Linked DNA regions of Rattus norvegicus: region 2 is linked to region 1. The links are chromatin contacts, called in public Hi-C maps. All regions are on one chromosome and are shown on one strand. Each heading gives the region's core, a stretch centred on a gene start, on an enhancer-like site or on the middle of the called end of the contact. The rest is flanking DNA. Distances are from core to core; before and after follow the strand shown.

Region 1 (4,265 bases), core at 884-3,383:
ATTCTATTCAACACCAAGTCTTTTACCAGAATGCAGATTCTTAAACTGTGGGTGGCAATCCTGTAGGTTATACTGAATATAGGTAACGGAATGTGGAGGTAGAGGGGGAGAAAAAAAAAGTTAAGTCTTCTGAACACATGGGGTCAAAAATGAATTTAAAAATCAAACATATAGTGAATCAAAAGTGTTACTAGGAGTACTCAATCCAACTTTATCACAGCATTGGTTCTGAACTCTCTCTCTCCCTGTCCACGGTGCCATGTCACGAGAGTATTAAAACCAAACATACAAACATACAATTCAGAGTCAAATCACTTTATGTTACAAATAGCAGTCGTTTTCACTGTATGTTACTAGTTGAACAGAAAATATCTCCTATAGGCTCCAAACCTCCTAACACTGTTTTAGGTAGTTTTGAAAGCTTTAGGATGAAGAGCCTTGTTGTGAAAGTGAGTCGCCAGGGGGTGGGGACTTGAGGTTTTTGAGCCCAGCCCTACAGCCTGACTTCTACCTGCTTCCAGTTCCTGAGGTGTCCCAGGGCACAGTCCTGCCACCATGGAGCTGCCTCACCAGCATGGGTGATATAACTCCAATCTATAAACCAGACTAAGCCCTTCTTCCCTTATGCTGCTTGGCAGGAACTTGGTTACACCAATGGAAAACGAACACACACTATATATATATACAAAGTGTTCTGTTCTTAAAGAAGAAGAATGGTTTGATTACAGAAAGCAAAGACTATATACATTTCCCTACCTGGCCTTCCTCAGCATGCAATCATCAGATAAATGGGTCTTTGACTCGTGTTGTGTCAGGATTTTAATTTGAAGAACTGCTGTTTAGAGTTGCTGATTTGAAGTTCTAGAAAGATCATCAATGAGTTTTGCTTGGGAGTAAGGACAAATTTGCAACAATTTCCAAAATGTTCCTAACTGCACTCCTACCATTTTGTACTATGTATTTATATGGAGCAATGTTCCCAGTACTGATGATTAGAAAATTAAAATAATCAGTTCTGAAAAGCATTGAAGATGCTCAGTGTCCTGTGGTTACAAATATTAAACCAAGACTTAACTCTTTATGTAAAGAGAATTGAGTTATCCAACTCTACGCTTTCATCTTTAAAAAATGATGTTTACATGTATACAAAAATAAAATGCTTTGTGATTTACGGTTAGTGAATGGCTACATTGCCTACCTATTTTATAAAGTCATGAATATTCTTTATAAGTTTTAAGTGGCAAGAGTTGAAAAAGCCCCGTACAGCCTTTACAAATGTTTTGAATGTAACCTTCGAGGTGTCACCTTTGGAGGCTAATAGTTCAAAACGTCTGGAACAGTAAATTAAATAATTGACAAGGGAAAAAAAAGACCACTTTTCAATGTCCCCAAAAATTCTTTCCAACAAACGGAGTAAACAATCTGTTCCCTTGCTTAAAAATACTTTTACTGAGTCAAACAAAAGAGAAGATGTAAGAAGCAAGCTCGCATCAGCGTCTTTCGAATCACAAATTTTTCACATTTAGATCTTCTTGTTTTGACTGTCAGTTTTGACTGCCACTGGCGGAATCTGTTACCAAGCCTGGGCCATCACATGCTAAGCTTTATAAACAAAGTCTTACTATGCATTAGTAGGGAGATAACCAGTAGCCATTAGTTTTTTGGTTTTTTGTTTTGTTTTGTTTTGTTTTTTGTTTTGTTTTTTTTAGTATAAGGCATCCAAATGGTCTAATGAAGGTGTGGCTGAACACGCACTTGCTACTCCCAGAGTAGTAAAGAAACCACTCAAGCTTCCCATCCGCGTTAGTATGGGGGGGTTACGCGGATTAAAAACCAACCCTCCATATCTGCCGCTCCTCCCGGGTCCAGCCCGGAGGCCAGCGCGGAGGCGGGTGGGAAGACTCGGCCCGCAGCTCCCAAACGCGCCCGGGTCCCTCACGGCGCCGTCCCAGGTCGCTCAGCCCCGACGGTTCGGTGCCCTGCGGTTCCACTCCGGGCCCCGGACGCTACACTTACCTGCAGCTTGCAGGCGGCGTCAGGTCCGGGCCAACCCGCTCCGGGCCGCAGCAGTCTGCCGTAGGGCCGCACTTCCGCACGCCGCGAGCGCCGAGCACGTCGATCCGCCGCCTAGCCGAGCGCCGAGTCCTGGATGGGGGGGGGGGGAGGACTAGACTATGGAGAAGGGAAATTAGATGGAGATGACAGACAGGATGAAAGTGGAGAGGGAGGGACGAAAGGGAAAAGGAGGGGAAGGGGAAGAGGAAGGTAGAGAGGTGGAAAGAAGAAGAGGAATTGGTGGGAAAGGGAGAAAAGGAGGGAAGCAGAAAGGAAGAGAGGGAGAAAGTGAAAGGGTGGAATTAGGAGAAGAAAAAGAGGGGAGAGGTAAAGAGGTACAGTGGTTAGGGTCACAGTAGATATTGCTAAAGAGTTCACAATGGGTCAGGGATCAGCTCCAGGGCTGAGGCAAACCTCAATCAAAGGACTGCATCTAGCCAGGAGTACCCCGCCTTAAGGGATCTCACAGGTCAAAGCTTTGGAGTTCCAAGGCTCTGAGAGGCAAATTGATTTGCAAACTCACAAGACCCCCAAATTATAGAAATGACTTCCATCTACAATCCCAAAGCCCTAAGCTTTGAGTGTACCCTCCTGTGTGCTGGGCTCTAGAGAAGGCCGGCTGAACAGAAGCAGGAGTTCCCCTGTGACTTCCTCCATAGCAGTCCAAGCAACAAAGGACAGTGGCAGAAGCATAGAACACGGGTCTACTTGTGGTTGTGTTGCCATGACTGTAGAGAGAAATAGCTACAGGGTTCCCATTATCTAAGACCATAACAGCCTAACCTTTCTAACTCTGAGACCCTTTCATACAGTGCTCTGTATTGTGCTGACCCTCCCACCCCACAACCATAAAATTATTTTGTTGTTACTTCATAACTGTAATTTTACTACTGTTATGAATGCAATGTAAATATCTGTTTTCCCCTGTGAAATGATCATTTCCCCCAGAGAAGCTGAGAGCCACTGGCCTAAGCTCTCTTTTCTTTCTCAAGTATCTTTATGTGCAGCGTTATGCATTCACTCAGTGCATACACTGAGGAGGGTGCTGTTCAGGTACTACGAATTAAGAGATATCATATGGCTTCATTTTGCTCTCCTATTTGTGAGAAGATATGTCAAAATGTTTCCAGAACCATCCCTTCTGAAGAGCAAGGGAACACTCCATACATGAGGGAGAGGCTTGGCAGCAGAGGTCCTAAGGAAATTTGGTAAGAAATCTCTGGCAGTCGCATAGCCTTTCACAGTGAAACAAAACTCTTCAGGTCTCAGTGACTTGACGTTTATCAGGTAAGGCTACCCTGCCAGCAAAGCCAGAATGGTGGCTCTTGAGAACTCACGGAGTTTTCCTGGATCAAAAAAAAAGTAATAAATATGCTATGCTAGCAAAACAGAAACACTCAGAAGAGGAAAGAGACTCTTTTGTTACTATAAAGAACACTGGAACAATTTTCTTTCTTTTTTTCCCCCCTCCTCAAGTTTCTGGTCCTAACCCTGAAGTCAACGAGCAAACACTGGTGCAGAAGTTGCCAGAAAATAAAATTGTTAAACCTAAAATTGCTGTGGTAGCTGCTGAGGCAATTACAAATCATTGTATAGGTTTATGTTTTCAACACTTTCAGATTTTATTAGAACTAAACAGAGGGATTTTGACGCCGTACTCCCTGGTCAATCCAAAACACTCTTTAGCAACACTAGGAGATGTCGCTACGCTCCTTGGATAATTTATGTGTGTGTTTTGCCTTATATCAATATCTTAAGTACTCAGTACTGCATGGCATGTCAGTTTGAAAGGGGCCATACATAGTTAGTGTGCGACCTACCCCTCTGCACAACTGTAAAGAGGCCATCTCTTAAGGCCCCCATCTTAGCAGAGGCTAAGTATTAGTCATCCTTGCTCATAGTATATTCCACAGAGACCCACTATGACAGTGATTCAGTCCGTCAGGCTGGCCACCCATAAGACCAATAGCCACAACCTGTCAGCAGAATACCTGTCTCTTTGTTTACTCTCTTGTCCTACTCCTGAGCTTGCCGGGAGAATGGACTTTGTGTGTTCCACAAAATGGATGTTGGATGAAAAGCTGAGATTCAAGTGACACCGGAGCTAGGGACAGAGAGAGACCTGTTTCTAGTCATCTTCTTCGAAGTCTGCTAAATGGCCAAGTGAAAGGGGAGGGGGCAATATTTGATAAACAAATTTTGGCAATACA
Region 2 (4,265 bases), core at 854-3,353, 91 kb before region 1:
TGTAAATGTTCTGCACTGAGTACACCTGACATTTAGGGTTAAACCTTAATTCCTACTAGAAAGGACATTCAAGCTGTACAGTAAGCCACAGAGAATCGGTTGGGGGGGGGGGTGTGCACAGAAGAGGTTCTCTGACAAAGCATTTGTGATCTATCTGTATAAAACAGAAAGGTGAACTGATCACTTAATGAGAGAACAAGACCCAGCTCCTCCATACGGCACACAGAACAGTTCTTATTTTACTGTGCAGACCCAAAATGCCACTGAAAAGGCAAACTGAATTCATAAAGTCTTAACTGCTTTTTTAAAAAAAAGTGTCTGAGTTATTGGTACCAACTATTGGTCTTTATTTTTATTTGAAAGGTAAAATTGTCATTGTGCTCGTTAGCTTTTTGTGAACCTGACACAAGTCCAAGAGTTATCTGAGAAGAACTTCAATTGCAAAAACGCCTCCATCACACTGGCCTGTAGGAAGTCTGTGGAACATTTTCTTGACATATGGGAGATGCCACCCCTGGGCAGGGGGGCTTGGCTTGTATAAGAAACCAAGCTGAGCAAGAGAGTAAACCGCTTCCTCCAGGGCTTCTGCTTTAGTTCTTGCCTCCAAGGGTCCTGACACTGTCCTGCTGAGTTCCTGTCTGGCTTCTCAGTAATGGGACTACACTTTATGAGCTGAAGTGAAACTCTCCCTCTATTGCAATCGGCTGTGGGCATGTTTTATCACAGCAACAGGAAGGTAAACTAAGACAGTCATCACATTATACACATGTTTTAAAATCTACAATCAATCATGTTTTAAAAAAACTGTCAATTTATATTCTGGCAAATACAACTGTTAAATACACATGCCATTTTCAGACACCAGCAGCAATTTCTAATGTGGGCACTCTGAATCTAACTCATGATGTTCTTCCTGCTTCTGAAAAACAGAACGTACACACACGCACGCACACACGACAGAGAATGGAAACTCTTGCCGTCCCCCGCCCGGGGAGAAGACTGCTTTGGGCTCAGCACTTCTCCGATGCTTCCCTCTTCTGCATCCACTGTATCCTGCGCATCCCTATAGAGCTCCCAGACTTACGGCAGTACCCAATCCTGCCGGATTCCCTCTTCTAAAGCCAGTTCAAAACACTGTCATTACAGCATACAAAAGACAACAGTCCAGGTGGAGGACTCCTTCCCAGGAGTCTGCAACTGGACACTGCCACACTGCTCAGGGGTTATGAGCCCAATAACAGAGGAGACTTAGCTGCAGGAAAAAGATGTAGATCTCTTTCCTTCTAAGTGTTATCATTCAGGGTATGCTACGGCAAACACTGAGATTCACTCATTCAATCTCAGTGTTTCAATCTCCAGGAAATGAACTCCATGATGAACCCTTCCTAATGTACAAACTACACTATAACTTTAAAGAAAAAGTTATCATTTTTTTTTAAAAAAATTAATATGTCTATAACCTATGTCTACTGTCTTAACTGTGGAAATATATTTTTTTATAATTCTAAAGAAAATTCAATGAAGCCAACAGTTTCCTAATAGGGACTGAAATTTACTCTAATACATGGAAACTACCCTACTCTTCTGTTAAGAAAACACCAAAATTGTATTAGTAACCCTATTATTCAAAATGCTTATGTAGAAAATGTGTACATAAAGATAAATGCTATAGTTTAGATAAATATCAATGGAAACATAGCTTACTTTTTCTGTATAAAATGTAACCAAACTGTAGATCCCTACCACTGAATGAGCTCCAGCTGAAAAATCAAACCTTGTGTATCTTAAGGCTCTTGGGCAAACAAATATTTTTAGTTTTACAGTGGTGTTTAACAATCTACTACACGTTTGAAATCATTAAAGTCTATTCTGTTGGCTGGTTGGTTTACAGTGCATCAAACCCAGGGGTTTGAGCATGCGGAGCTATGAGCCTCTTTGAGCAGCTCACTGCCTGCAGCCCACGCGCCACTGTGAATACTGAGAAAAGACCATTCAGGAGTGACCTGTCCCCTCCAAGTCTTCAAAGACACCCTGAGCCATGGATGACTGTTCCTTCCTTCTGCTGAGTGTCTATTTTAAGAACCCGTTGCTTACATAAGCTCTGGCTCCTCTTCTAAACACCCCTCACTGAGCTCTGATTCTAGGAAGTCCCTCTGGAAGTCCTACCTAGAGCACAGATCCAAAGATGTCAGAGCAAGCTGATGGCCTTTCCCCCAGTTTACCAGACAGCCAGCTGGCCTGAGAGGTAAACTCAGGCCACTTCAGGAACAAAGAAGAAGACACCTTTGAAGGCCACCTTTTAAAGTTCTGTTTGAGAATCCCAGCAGGGGTTAACCAAAGGCTTTTCCTGGCAGGAAACCTCAAGACGTACACTAATTTTGGATCTATTTCATAGGAATTCCTAGAGACCAATCCTTAGGCAGTAGAAAAACTTTGACTTGTGTAATGGTTCAGAGTACTAGGTGCTTTGCACTCAGGGCACCAGAAACTCAGCTCAGGCTAGAAAACACAGTACTCAAATCCTGAGTCTGTATTTAAACTTTCAAAATCAGGTCTTATAATGTACATAAATCATGAAATTTAGAAAAAACTAAAAATACTTATATTTTTCCAACATAAAACATGTTTTATCTCCTGACACTTTTCCTTAATGTAAAAAATCCCAAACGTCGTATCAGGTTTCAGGGTCAGGATCCAGGGAACAGGGAGGGAATCTGGAATGCCAGCTCTCTGAGGAAGGTAGTGAGCCTTCCCATTGACTCATTTGATGAGCAGCATCTGCCAGGGTGGCTGTACACTAATACTGTAACAACTGAAGTCCAAAGGAGGTCCTACCAATCCTCAGTATAGACCACAGTCATGTATAAAGGCCAATTTTTTTAAAAGACACCAAGAATTATTTCCCTGCTTTTAATATTTATAGTCTATCCATTTAAACTGGGTTTTATTTCACTAGCTGTCTCAGTTCTTAGCCACTGTTTTGTCTGGGTTTAAACAACTGCATCCATTTCTCTTCTCCAAAGTTAGTAGTCTAAGTGCAGTGACTAGAATAGAAAGCCTTCAGATCCACTGCTTATGGATTGAAAGGACAGCCAGCTTTTGTTGTGAAACAAGGGTCCTGAGGATACCCACTGAGAACCATGTCACCTTGACAACAGAGTTCTAGATGCAATGCAGGTCTCATCATTCTAGAGCACACACACATCACCTCTAAACAGCACCTGACAGCTGGAAGGTCAGTCACCTTCTCATATGCAGCAGCCTTCAACAGAGCTGCAATCACATCATCAAGCTTGTACCTGACAGGCAATCAGGGGCTCGGTCTGTCTCTGAACACAGGGGTCGGTCCAATCAAGCCACAGGTACTGGGCAGGCCAATGGCAATGACTTCTCTAACCCTGCCAACCAAGTCCTGACGCTCTAGAGGGAAAGCTCGAGTATCCTGCTCAGATGCAACCGTAATTTCTGGGCCCTTCTAGCAGTCACCTTCATCTTTTCAGTGTCAACTCAGATCACATACTTAAGCTGAGGGTATCAATTCAACTGATTACTAATTAGAACTCTGCAACCGTTCCCTAATAAAATCCACCTATGACAGAAAATGAGCATCAAAAAACACAGAAAGTAGACATGGCTCATCTAGCTTGGGAAGTTTCAGTACAGATCTTCCTCAGTAGCCCAGGGCTAGCTTGCCTTCCTGCCAGAGAAATCCCAGTTGGGTGGAGCACTTGTACAACAGTGCAGCACAGGGACAAGTGGAGGGGTATGCTGTCAGTCACAGGCCTGGAGAGAACAGGATGGTGCAACACTCCTACACTCCTTCTTCCCATCGTCAGTGTGTACTGACAAGGGACATCTGTCAGTGGTTCCTGTGACACCTTCTCACCAGAGAAATCCAACAAATGGCATTAGGAAAGTATGACTGACGGAGGACCCACACACTTAGTGGCGATTCTTCCACAGACTTAAGAAAATTCTAAGTATCTGTTACGAGTTCACCAACAACTATAGATTACATGAAAGAACAACTGTTTATTCCCTGTAAACTTCTACTTAAGGCATGTTTTAGCTAAAGATTCCCCCTTGCACACAGACCTGTACCACCATTACACTGCCTGTGACACTGTGTATGTGAAAGGGGTAGCATATCCAATGGCATGTACACATATAATGCTGACATGAAAACATCGTGCTGCAAAACAGGTCAAAGCAAATGTATTTTCCCGAGTACCTGGCTCTTCTGCGTTAGGAAACAAGCGCTGCTT

Evidence for each region. Hi-C and Micro-C count contacts between places; a contact is called where the count stands out from the background.
Region 2: a Hi-C map of psoas muscle shows a contact between it and region 1, with 2.9 times the contacts expected there. The contact joins the enhancer-like site here to the promoter of Exoc2 in region 1. A contact is called at or near these places in 8 of 12 Hi-C or Micro-C datasets (the A7r5 cell line, Schwann cells, frontal cortex and 5 more).

The regions. Positions count from the first base shown.
Region 1 is chr17:33,712,848-33,717,112 of GRCr8, reverse strand. It overlaps Exoc2 (exocyst complex component 2), which reads right to left and starts at 2,133. Exons shown (of 29, transcript NM_134414.2): 1 at 2,017-2,133.
Region 2 is chr17:33,803,954-33,808,218 of GRCr8, reverse strand. The region is part of intron 12 of Exoc2 (exocyst complex component 2); the gene reads right to left. All of the region lies in intron 2 of LOC120097838 (a long non-coding RNA gene), which reads left to right. Among named protein-coding and RNA genes, the nearest start is that of Mir6319-1, 11 kb to the right of the region's middle. Within about 2 kb of position 2,103, at least 11 of the 93 cell types and tissues checked have an H3K27ac peak or open chromatin away from gene starts, as enhancers often do.